2 separate regions of the Mus musculus genome follow, and region 2 is linked to region 1. Evidence: chromatin contacts called from public Hi-C data. All regions are on one chromosome and are shown on one strand. The core of a region is the stretch at or near the end of the contact, and the rest is flanking DNA. Distances in the headings are between cores, read along the strand shown.

What was found. A called contact is a pair of places that touch in the nucleus more often than the background predicts.
Region 2: a Hi-C map of liver shows a contact between it and region 1, with 2.0 times the contacts expected there. The contact joins the promoter of Rabepk here to the enhancer-like site in region 1. A contact is called at or near these places in 1 of 39 promoter capture datasets (macrophages), 1 of 484 Hi-C or Micro-C datasets (liver), 2 of 115 datasets of contacts at active chromatin or transcription factors (both in embryonic stem cells) and 3 of 9 other capture datasets (adipose tissue, liver and pancreatic islet).

The regions. Positions count from the first base shown.
Region 1 is chr2:34,733,433-34,739,686 of GRCm38.p6, forward strand. All of the region lies in intron 2 of Gapvd1 (GTPase activating protein and VPS9 domains 1), which reads right to left. Among named protein-coding and RNA genes, the nearest start is that of Gapvd1, 19 kb to the right of the region's middle. Within about 2 kb of position 4,634, at least 14 of the 459 cell types and tissues checked have an H3K27ac peak or open chromatin away from gene starts, as enhancers often do. A contact at or near this core is called in liver, where this site is marked.
Region 2 is chr2:34,797,505-34,804,063 of GRCm38.p6, forward strand. It overlaps Rabepk (Rab9 effector protein with kelch motifs), which reads right to left and starts at 2,408. Exons shown (of 8, transcript NM_145522.4): 1 at 2,247-2,408. The coding sequence starts at 2,264.

The DNA.
Region 1 (6,254 bases), core at 3,384-5,883:
GAAATGTAAAAACAGAACCACATATGCTCCAGCAGTCCTCCTACGCTCATGTCTCTGCAGCATTATTCACAACAGCCAACATCTGGGATCAACCAAAGCACCCCATCAACAGACACGTGGACAGAACTATATATACAAAAGAGTACAGAGTTGGTTCCCTCTCTCTGTGGGATCCAGGTATCCAGCTCAAGCCACCAGGCCTGGCAGCAGGCAGCTTTATCCTCTGAGCCATCTTGTTAACCCTAAAGACATGTTTTTAGAGCTCACTTTAATAAATTTAGGCCACCAGACAAACTTTCTAAGCATTTTACGTAAAACATGTTCAAAATTTTTTTAATTTTTTAATTCAATATTTTCTTTATTTACATTTCAAATTTTATCACCTTTCCTCATTTCCCCTCTGAAAACACCCCTATCCCATCTCCCCTCTCCCTGCTCACTAACCCACTCACTTTCACTAACCTGTCCTGGCATTCCTTTACATTGGGGCATTGAGCCTTCACAAGACCAAGAGCCTCTCCTCTCACTGATGTCCCACAAGGCCATCCTCTGCTACATATGCAGCTAGAGCCACAAGTCCCTCCATGTGTACTCTTTGATTAGAGGTTTAGTTCCTGGAAGCTCTGAGGGCACTAGTTGGTTCATATTGTTGTTCCTCCAATGGGGCTGCAAACCCCTTCAGCTTCTTGGGTCCTTTCTCTAGCTCCTCCATTTGGGACCCTGTGCTCAGTCCAATGGATGGCTGTGAGCATCCAGATTCTGTAAATACAGACACTGGCAGAGCCTTTCAAGAGACAGCTATATCAGGCTCCTGTCAGCATGCACTTGTTGGTATCCACAATAGTGTCTGAGTTTGGGAACTGTATATGGGATGGATCCTCAGGTAAGACAGTCACTGGATGGCCTTTCCTTCAGTTTCTGCTCCAAACTTTGTCTCTGTATCTTCTCCCATGGGAATTTTGATCCCCCTTCTAAGAAGGACCAAAGTATCCACACTATGGTTTTCCTTCTTCTTGAGCTTCAATTCATGTGGTCTGTGAATTGTACCTTGGGTATTCCAAACTTCTGGGCTAATATCCACTTATCAGTGAGTACATACCTCATAAGCATAAGCTCACCTTTGGGTAGACTCAGAAAAGGTTGACCTCTCAGAACAGAATAGTGCTTTGCAGAGTCTGAGATAGCAGAGACAAAAGGAATTAGGAAACCTTACAGTTATGAGGAATAAATGAGATCTACTTTATATTCACAGTAACTACGGTTAATGACAATTGGTTGAATTCTTGATTGTATTCTTACTCCCCCTCACACAGTCCCTTTCTGAGATAAGGTTTCCTATTGCCCAGGATATCTAAATGTAGCCTCACTAGGTAGGTAAAAATAATCACCACACTCAATGACACCACACACAGATACACACACACACACACACACACACACATACACACACAGAGAGAGAATTAAAGATGTTCATATTTGTTATTTTTGATTTCTTAGAACATATTTCAAAGGCCCTTAGCTTAAAATTCAAAATCAGTCTTACCTCAGCACACCTATCCAATACTATTTTACACTATTACATTATTTGTTTACTTACTAGTGCATATGCATATGTGTGTGTGCACACAGCATGGTGCGCTTGTGCAAGGAAGAGAGCAACATTCAAGACCTGGTTCTCTCTTCTCACTGTAGAATCCAGAGACTGGCTGATCTCAGATTTGCAGTGTGAGTACTTTTACAAAAACCAAGACCTCATTTCTACTGTCCTGTGTTTTCATAGCTTCTTATCTACATGCTTTAATTTCCATAGCCTGGCCCAAAGAACCTTTGCAATCTTATACATTGCCTAGTGATAAACCTCTCCTCTGGACTGAAGAACTAATTATATCACTGTCTTGGAACTGACCGTGTGCTTTGCTTTTGCTTCATCTTCTTTTTCTTTTTTGGTTTTTCGAGACAGGGTTTCTCTGAGTAGCCCTGGCTGTCCTGGAACTCACTTTGTAAAAGACAAGCTGGCCTCAAACACAGAGAGATCCACTTGCCACCGCCTCCCGAGTGCTAGGATTAAAGGAATACACTGTATTTTCATCTTTTGCCATCTACCTCCTGGGTTTCCAGCAAAATAAAAGTCCTTCAAAATCTGAGAGCCTCTGATAGACCCATTTATCACCAGTTCCAGATACCAGAGAAAACACAAATCATTTTCAAATCATCTTTGCTAGTATTTACTTCCCCACAAATCACTCTGAAGAAGAGCACAAGTGCCATCAAACCACTGGCACCATCTGGGCATGATGGTGTGTGCCTGCGCTGCTAGCACTAGAGTCTTAAGAGGACCACTGCAAGTTCTAGGCCAGCCTGGACTACTAGTGAGCTTCAGGCCAGCCAGAGCTACCAAAAAAAAAAAAAAAAAAAAAGACCCTGTCTCAAACAACAGTAACAATAATATTGTAATAATCAGGATTCAGCCATAATAAACCATAGCAAATACATATTTTCCCTAAAGTTTGCATGTATTTTCTAAATTAGTTAATTCCATTTTGAAAGGGTCAAAAACTACTCTCTGACCACTTAAATTCAACAGCACTTACCACATTTTTATATAAAATCAAACTGAGGAATAATTTAAGCTTTTCAACTCATATGGTTAAAACACCTCTTAAGAAGTCATGATGATGGCATACACCTTTAATCCCAGCACTCGGAAGGCAGAGGCAGGTGGATCTATGTGAGTTCGGGGCCAGTCTAGGCTACAGAATTAGTTCCAGGGCTACACAGAGAAACACTGTCTTGAAAAACAAAAAACAAACAAAACAAAAAACAAACAAACAAGCCCTGAAAACAAACCATCACTTAGGCCAGCTAGAAATAAGGCATGCTGTTTCAGCATCACTTCTCATAAAGGTTGGTTTGGGTTTGTTTTTGAGATTTTTTTTTTAATTAAGTTTGTTCTTTGATAATTTCATACACGTAGATAATGTAATAATCACTGTTCCCTGGCCCTATTATCCTCGACCCCTATGAATAACCCTTCCCACCCTACCACTCCCTTTCCCAGGCTCATAACTTGTGGTTTTATGTCCCATTTAATTTAACTTACTAAAGACTTTTAAAATCCATTTATGCCTGGCATGGTGGCACATACCTTTGATCCCACACTCAGGAGGTAGAAGCAAGCAAATGCAAGGCCAGCCTGGTCTGCATAGAGCATTCCAGGTCTGTTAATTAGGGCAACACATCTCAAAAAGAAGTTTATTATTATTGTGTATTGGTGGAGGGACACATGCCACAGTATCCATATGCGTCAGAGAACAAATCTGTAGCCATCTCTTTCATCTTACATCAAACTCAGATTGCCAGATTTGCAAGGTCAGCACTTTTTTACCTGCTGAGCCATTTCTCCAGCCCCAGACTCTAAAACTGTTAAAGATTTGTTTTTAACTTTCTGTATATGAGCATGGGTGCAGTGCCCAGAGACCAGATTAGGGCAGAGGATCCCCTGCAGCTAGAGTCACAGCTTAGTCACCCAGTATGGGTGCTGGGGATCAAACACAGATCTGCAGGAGCAGCACATGCTCTTACCCACTGAGCCACCTCTACATCCCCTTAGTAAGATTTTATGAAACATAGCTATGCCATCTAGTCATGTTGTCTACAACTGGTTTCATATTAAGAAGGCAGGGGGAAATAATAACCAGTCTTCTACAGTCTATTTGGCCCCTACAGAGAGACTGCCAACCTCTAATAAGTAAGTTTATCTCTTCTAAGTTTATTATTATTGTATATTGGTGGAGGGACACATGCCACAGTATCCATATGCGTCAGAGGATATGCATGGAGAGGAAGCACAAACCTGATAAAGTATAATTTTTGAGCTACACTAGAAAACTACACTAGACGTTCCAAGGAGAATACATCTAGTACAAGTGTCAACAGTTAACAGGACACAATGACACACAACTATAATCCCAGCACTGAGGAGGTAAAGGCTAGAAGATCGAAAGTTCAAGGTCAAATACAATGCAAATTTGAGAGCAGTGAGGGCTTAAGACTCTCAAAAAATATAAATTACCCCAAAATAACATTTTGGGATAGAATAATATTTCACACTTTATAAGAATCTCTAATTAAAAGCACCCCAATTTATAATAATGCATCTACTAATTTTAAACTGTAAGGCAGCATTTAGAGTTCAAATCAATAGCCTATTCCCTAGGTTAATCGTAGGTTCTTTCTGTGTCTTCCTCCCATGCTCTCTTCTCTCTGAGGAACAGAGGACTGCAATGCAATCCTACTGTTGACAGGATCCTCCTTGTAACTTATAATGTACCAGGTTCACAAATTATATTTGTACTTGCCAGGCATTCTACCACCAAACTACATCCTTGGCCCAAACACTATCCCTTTATTAACATTTTGAGAGTGAACATTAAACCAAATCCAATGTATTCATTTACTATAGAGGACACTTTAGTAGTCAATAAAGTGGAGAGGAAACTAAAACTGGAGTAGGTCTGATGACTACCACTGAAGACTGGCCACTTACAACCATGGTGGTGCACACCTTTAAGCCCTGCACTCAAGAGGCAGAGGCAGGCCAACTTCTGAGTTTGAAGCAGGCTTGGTCTACAAAGCAAGTCCAAGGCCAGCCAGGACGCTGTCACAAAAACAAACAAACCAAAACCATGTTGGCCTCTGACACCTTCTGCCATGTGATCTGTGACCTCTGACATCTAGTGTCATATGACCTGAAGTTAAGATGATGTCCCACACAGAAAACTGAGAGAACTGTAAATCATAAGTAGAAATGTAGTATGTTGTTAATAAAGTCAGTAAAAGCCAGTGTAGGCTTTAATTACTTCCCTACTACAATTAAGATAGCCTCCATCTCCATTACATGGCAGAATGGATGAAAATTAAATCTTTTAGCCAGGTTTGGTGGCACACATCTTTAACCCCTGCACTTGGGAGTCAGAGGCAGGTAGATCTCTGATTTTGAGGCCAGCCTGGTCTACAGAGTAATTTCCAGGACAACCAGGGCTACACAGAGAAACTCTTTTTTTTTTGGGGGGGGGGACAATTTAACATTTGAGAAAGTGGAAAATATCAAGGTTATGTACATGGTTTGTTCGTTTTTCTTTTGAGGTGGTTTACTAGGTAGCCATGTAGACCACCAGGTTGACCTTGTTCACCATTTTCCAGTGCTGGAATTAAAGTGCCACTGTACCTGAGTAAAATCAAGGTTATTATTAAGGAGATGTGACAGACTGTTTGCTAATATGGGACCTACGCTTATTTGGTTTTGTTTGTGAGTTTTTTGAAGACAGTGAAGAGAGTTTTTTCAAAAGAGGATGGCCTCAAACTTTCTACAAAGCTGAGGATGGCTTTGAGATGTCTGATCTTCCTGCATCCACCTCCCTGGTGCCCTAGACACAGACCACCATGTCCTGGGGTCGTGTGCATTCTAGGAAGCATTCCGTCAGCTGAGCCATCACTAGCTCCAAAGACTCAAAACTTGCAAAGCATTTAAAGTGAGATCAAGGGGACTGGAGAGGTGGCTCAGCGGTTAGGAGCACTGACTGTTCCTCTGAAGATCCTGAGTTCAAATCCCAGCAACCACATGGTGGCTCACAACCATCTGTAATGAGATCCCTTGTTTTTGTGAGAGAGTTTTGCTATACATTCCAGCCTGACATTGAACTTTACTATTTAGGCCAAGTTGGCCTCCAACTTACTGCAGTCCTCCTGCCTCAGTTTCCTGAATGCTAGGATACAGGTGTGAACCTGGCAAAACTTTGGTTTGTTTTTGTTTTATTTTTCAAGACATTTTGTTTTTCTCCGTATAATCCTGGCTATCCTGGAACTCACTCTGTAGACCAGACTGGCCTCAAACTCAGAGATCTGCCCCCCCAAGGTCTGGTATTAAAGAAGTGAACCACCACTACCTGGCAAGAATTTTTAATCACATAAGTAATATATTTTTACATTCAAGCATTCAGTTCAGTAAAATAATATAATCTTGAGAAAAGTATTAATGCTGTAATGTATCATAATCTCTGTCAACTACTCCCTAGAAAAGGCAACAACTAGCCTATGACGTTCTAGAACACACTAACATTCTGTAACACACAATAATATTTTTTTCTTTTAGTTTCTGAGATTAGAAAAACAAAATACAAAACATTTCATTATACAAATTTGCACTAGTTTCATATGTGGAGCAAGGTAAATATATTTCCTAAGCAGAACTATTT
Region 2 (6,559 bases), core at 1,158-3,657, 62 kb after region 1:
AAACCTTTCTTATTGGATTGTGGAGGAGCTCAGTGGTAGAGCATTTGCCCAGGATGAGAAAGGCCCCAGGTTGAAACCAGGAAGAAAAACAACAAAACAAAACAAACACCCCAAATCTCTGAGGTTGAATGTACGAAGTTCAAAGGCCTGACAAATCTGAATCAACGTTACCACACTTCTGAGATAATTCTTTCTTGTTCAGAAACAAGTAGCCCAGGCTGACTTCCAACTCTGGGCAACTCTCCTGCCTAATTCTCCTCAGTACTGTAACCACTATATCCAGCTGCCCCCCCCCCACCCCCCGGCCCCCAGTGATAATCCAGGGCTTTATGCATGCTAGGTAAGTGTCTATCTTGAGTTACATTCCAGCTGTTGACACAACATAGCTTTTGAAGTTTCTCAGCTAATGTTTTCCTTCTGTCTGTAAGGCTCATAAGGGATGAACATACATCAAACTGTCAGAGGCCTTAAGATCTTTATTAAGATAAAACAGGTTAGCCAGGTGGTAGTGGCACACACTTTTAGTACCAGCACCCAGGAGGCAGAGGCAGGAGGATCTCTGAAGTTTGAGGCCAGCCTGGTCTACAGAGTGAGTTCCAGGACAGCCAGGACTATCCAGGAAAACCGTGTCTTGAAAAGCAAAAACAAAAACAACAAACAAAACCCGAAAGAACCACCTCCAAAATAAAGAACTCACAGGGTGTCAAGGAAGGCAGCCATGCAGCGGGTGCAAATCAGAACATATGAAAACGGCATAATGAGACATGTTGTTTTATAGGCTAACTTAAAAATTGGATTTAAACTTTTTTTTTTTGAGAGCCAGGCATAGTGGTGCACACCTTTAATCCCAGCACCGGTGAGGCAGAGGTGGGGGCATGTGGTCTCTGTGATTTCTATGCCTGCCTAGTCTACATAGTGAGTTCTAGGACATCTAGGGCTAACCCTGCCTCACCTTGGCCCTAGCATGCCATAGAAACCAAGTTTTCTGGTCTCTATCTTTTTGCTGTTATTTTCGGACAGGATCTCACTCTGTGGCTTTTTGGGGCCTTGCCTGCAATACTGGGCTTTCTGTTGCTCCTCTGACTTTCATAACTTGCACTGCCTCACCCAGTGGGAATTTAATAAAATTAACAAGCATTCTGTGGTAATTACTGCCGCCCCTATCTTTCCTTCCTGTAAATTTTCACACTGCTAGTGGATATTTAAAGCCAGTTTCAAGGAGTTGGCATGGCTCTGTGGTAGAGTGTCTGTTTAGCATGGGCAAAGCTCTGGGTTCAAGTCCCAGAAAATTTCAAAGGTTATTTAAAGAGATTACCCCTTTCCAGTCTCTCAAGTTACTGCTCCTGCCTCAGGGATTAGCAATATACATCACATACACCCTCGGCAGGAAGGCTTAATCAGGACTTGGGTTTAGACCACAATATATATGACTGTATCCATTTAACCACCATATTACAGGAGTCATTCTGAACGTAATTATCTTTTCTTTTAAACTCATTACTCATTTAGAGACACGGTCTTATGTACCTTAGGCTAGCCCCCACTCATTATGTAGCCAAGGATGACCCTGAACTTCTGCTTCTCTTGCTGCCACCTCCCAAAAGCTGGAATTACAGGCAAACACCACCATACCTTTTTATGCCTTCTGGAGATCAAACCCAGGGCTAAGTTCTCGATAGGCAGGCAGTCTACCAATTGAACTACACCCTTACATCCCTGAATGTAACTATCTATTTAAAAGTCTGTAATCGGCCAGGCATGGTGGTGCACTACATGGCACTAGAGAGGCTTGAGGCAGCAGAGGCCAGCTTGAGCTACACAGTGAGACTTGTCTCAAAATAAAAGTAACAGAAAAGTATCGAAACTAGATTCCAAAATGTTAGCATGTCCGGCCTTCTGATTCATTCCGATAACTTACCAATGGACCTGCAGAGTGTAGAAGTGAAGGACAAACGAATGAAGAAAGGGAATTAAAGGAGAGTTGGGCCGATGAGGCCCACAAGCGGGCTAGGCTAATGACCACAGGGTCAGCCCAGAGCTTAGAGGGGCCGGCGTGGCGGGGACTCTCCTAGCCACCTCCTTTGCGTCCCCTCTGCCGGCCACATCTCCGCGCGAAAGAAGTCGGGGTCAGGGAGAAATGGCTGCCAGCTTTCCCCAAAACTGACCGGCCGGAGACCATGGGTACTACCCCTCCCACCCAGTTCAAGCCTACTGCCTTAAGAGACCTCCAGCCCAGCACCTATTACCTGCCGCAGCCCCCGCATGTCCTGGACGTGGCTCCACCCATGGGGCGGAGCTTAGGAGCCCGTCCTCTTCCCCAGTCCCGGAAGCGCGTCCAGGCCAACCGCTCTACGCCTCCGGGTCTCCGGGACTACGCGCCAAACTTAGTCAGGGCCTCCCGGAACTCTGCGTACTGGTTGGCATCCGGTCCATAACTCCAATTTCGGGTCCCGACGGAGTTTGTTACAGCAGTCCTTAGTAGTGACTTCTGAAGGGGAAGGATGGGTTGGAACTCACGTAAGCCAGGCTGACCTTGAATTCTGCTTCAGGCTCCCGAGTGAGATTTCCTGCATGCCATAGGATGCTAGGTTTTGCCTGTGCAGGTTTGAGGTTGGTTCAAACTGTGGATCCTAAAGCGGGTTATTTCCATAATCGCTGTTTGTGGTTACAGCACGTTCCAGACCACAGGCCCTGGGCTTTCCGGGAGCTCACAGGCTGAGCAGAGAGATTAAACACGAAGGACAACTAGGAGGTCCTATTGTAAACGCTGAAGAATAAAAAGTTCATTGACACTGTATGTTCTTGGGGAAAGTTATTAATACTTTTGGTGTCTTCTCTCAGCGACACACAAATTTTAAGATTTCCATAGAGGTTGTAGTCGGGAATTTTTATGGAGGCCCAGAGCTGGTCCTTTGTAAAAGCCGTGATTATTTTTATCTAGACACAAACTACCTCTGTTGACAGCTTCATCTGCATCCTCTCTGATCTATGTCCTAGCTATAGGTGCCCCGTGACTTTCCTAAAACAAAGATAGCTCGCCTATGTGCCTATGTGTGAACAGAGTACCATACTCTGAGCTCACTAACTTCCCTCAGAACTCAAGACAGCCTAGAAACAGAAGTAGTGTGTCTTTAGTGGGAGAGGGAAGACAGACTGGCTTCAAACAAGCTCCCGCACTAAATGGGAAATGTCTGACGAGTCTGCTCCTCTCTGAACCCTAGTTTACTCATAGATAGAATGGGAATAGCAATATCGGAACACAGCTGTCTAGAGAATTTACTAGTGCAAGTAAAAGAAAAACTTGGGTTTTAATTTTGAGACAGGGTCTCATGCAGTCCAGGCTTGCCTCCCATCTCACTGTATACCTGAGGATGGTCTTGAACTCCTGATTCTGCTGCCTCCACCATACAAATGCTGTGATTTACAGAAAAGATTTACAATGCTCCCACTCCAATTTATTTATTTAGTTACTTGAAAATATAACCAAAATTCATGGACAAAGTAAAATTGGGCTACAGCTCTCTTCACAACTTTGCCATTATATTTCCAATACCTGAGTCTTTGTGATTGCCTGTAATTATCAGAAAGCTCCCATAGACTGCCAAAGAATTTAGAGGTATGCACTCACTCTGCTTTCTTTTTTTTTTTTTTTTAAGATTTATTTATTATATGTAAGTACACTGTAGCTGTCTTCAGGCACACCAGAAGAGGGTGTCAGATCTCATTACGGGTGGTTGTGAGCCACCATATGGTTGCTGGGATTTGAACTTGGGACCTTCGGAAGAGCAGTCAGTGCTCTTACCCGCTGAGCCGTCTCGCCAGCCCCTCACTCTGCTTTCCTTCTGGAGAGAATCAGGGCTAGGTTGGCTCTGCCATGTGCCCAACATATATTTAGACAGCGAGTCCTTCTCAGAGCTCCAGAATGTGCCTTGGGCCTTTTGGTTTGGATTACACCAAGAAGCCATGCTGGAAGGGTATATTATCAAGAAAAAATGGACTATCAGATGGTTTACATTGTAGAAACCAATTCATTTAGACTAGAAATCACATTCTAAGTTCTTGGAGGGATGTTTGAATTCTGTTTTTAAAAATGAGAGTCAAGGGGCTAAAAAGATGACTCAAACAAACCAACCAAGACAAATTCTTTTGTTTTGTTCTTCTTTTTTTTTTCTTTAAGATTTATTTATTTTACGTATATGAATACACTGTTGCTATACTCGGACACACCAGAAGAGGGCATCAGACCCCATTACAGATGGTTGTGAACCACCATGTGGTTGCTGGGGATTGAACTCAGGACCTCTAGAAGAGCAGCAGTCAGTGCTCTTAACCGCTGAGCCATCTCTCCAGCCCCTCTTTGGTTTTTTTCGAAACAGGATTTCTCTGTGTAACCCTGGCTGTCCTGGAAATCACTCTGTAGACCAGGCTGGCCTTGAACTCAGAAATCTGTCTGCCTCTGCCTCCCAAGTGCTGGTATTAAAGGCGTGAGCCACCACCGACCGGCCACTTACTCCAACTTTAACTGAAGATACCGACAGGGTGCTTTACAGGGTGGGAGAGCCAGGGAATTCTCAGTTACTCATTTTGTGGTCTTCCCTAGAAAAAGCCTCATCTAGTTTTTCGAAGGTGAAGTCTGTTGCAAGAGTAGAAGAGCTTTTCACTAAAACTACAAATCCCAGCACTCCCCGCGGCAGACAGCCACAGGTCCTAGGTTTCATCAGCAGGACAGCCGGGTTCTCGTGGAGACCCGACGCGGGGCGTGTCGGGGTTCTGAAGAGAGTCAGGCTTTGACGTCACTGCGCAGACTCCACTCACGGGTCGGACGTGACGTAAGGACGGTTCCGGCTTCGGCCTCCGCCGCTGGCAGCGATGCGGTTTGTTCTCCCTAAAATGGCGCCGCTGAATCTGGACAAGTATGTGGAGATAGCGCGGCAGTGCAAGTACCTTCCCTAGAACGACCCGAAGGTGAGCCGGGCCGGAGGCCGTCCAGCTTGCGAGGCAAGCCCCTTCCGGCGGAGGGCGCTCCGCGGTGTGAAAGGACCGGGTCCGAGGCGGCGTGACGCGGAGAACCAGGGGAGCCCGGATCCCCCGAATGCTGTCCAGTTCTTTGAGGGGAGATCCCGGGGGATGTCACGATCCCCTGACCCTCACGGGACTCCGAGCTTAAAGACTCTCACTTTAACTCGCTCGGCCTCCCGGAGACGGAGCCGGGCCGAGCGGGTAGTGCTCCCGGGATGGGGTCCTCCCAGCAGAGGTAACAGGAGCCGCTGTCTGCTCCAGGGACGCGGCCGCGGTGTGTTTAAGACCCTGAGAGGTGGAAGCCGGTGGGCGGGATCGATGCGACCATAATGGGAGAGAATGACAAGTCGCCTCAGCTTCACCACTCCCCTAAATTGCTTCTTAGGAGTGGTAGTTTTCTTCTGATAATTTGGATGTGGATCCCGTTTCTTAGCACGTTGCTGAGCTATTTAAGTGAACAAGCAGTTGCTTATCAATAAGTTCAAATGTTTTTATGACCTCTGAGCTGTTCCCCTGTAACTCAAAGTGTCGTTTTCTTGGTTTTCCAAAGTAGGTCTTACTCAGTTCAATAGGACCGTTAAAGTAGCTTGGCCATGGTGGCGCACTCCTTTAATTTCAGGACTCGGGAGACACAATCAGGTCTATCTCTGAGTTTGAAGCCAGCCTATGCCACAGGGTGAGTTCCAGGACAGCCAAGGTTATACACAGAGAAACCTTGTCTCAAACCCCCCTCCCCGAAAGAAAAAGACAAAATAAAACGAGTGTTAAAGAATGTAAAGGAAGTAAACTGTTGGTAAAACACTTGTTTTCAAACATTTTGCTTCTATCAAATGTAGTACTTAGGTTAGGTCCCCATTGATGTTTATCCTATTGATGGTAGTGACTATTCTATTAACTTTGATTTACTATGTAGTAAGTGCATAAGTGCTCATCTGAATTTCTTTTAATGATGTTTTTATGACAATTTTAAGCTATGAACTTAAAACCACCTTTTTCAAGAAAAGATTACATTTTTGTTTGTGAATTATATTTCTCTTGGGAAGATTTTTGCTCTGTGTGTGTTTATTTTTTCTTTTGGCACATGAAGTTGATATTTAAATCAGTTAACAAGCATGCAAAATTTACCTTATGGACCTGAGGAGACTCCCGATCCTCTTGCTTCTGCTTTCCAAAAGCTTCAACCTAACCACCATGCTTAGCTGCACTGTGCTTTTCTTTTTTTCCCCCCACCCCTTCCCTTCTCCCTCTTGCTCTGGCCCCCCTCACTCCGGCCCACGGATTTTATTTGATTCTCATTAAGGATGACTGTGAGCCACCATGTGGTTGCTAGGATTTGAACTCATGACCTCCAGAAGAGCAGTCAGTGCTCTTAACTGCTGAGCCACCTCACCAGCCCAATGACATTTTTAATTAATATTTGTGTATGTAGGTATGTACATGTGGTACCCTCCGAGGCCAGGCATTTGTGAGCTCCAGATGTGGTCCTCTGCACAGGCTTCATTGCTGATCAACCTCCAGCCCCACCCCTTTTTTATGTGTA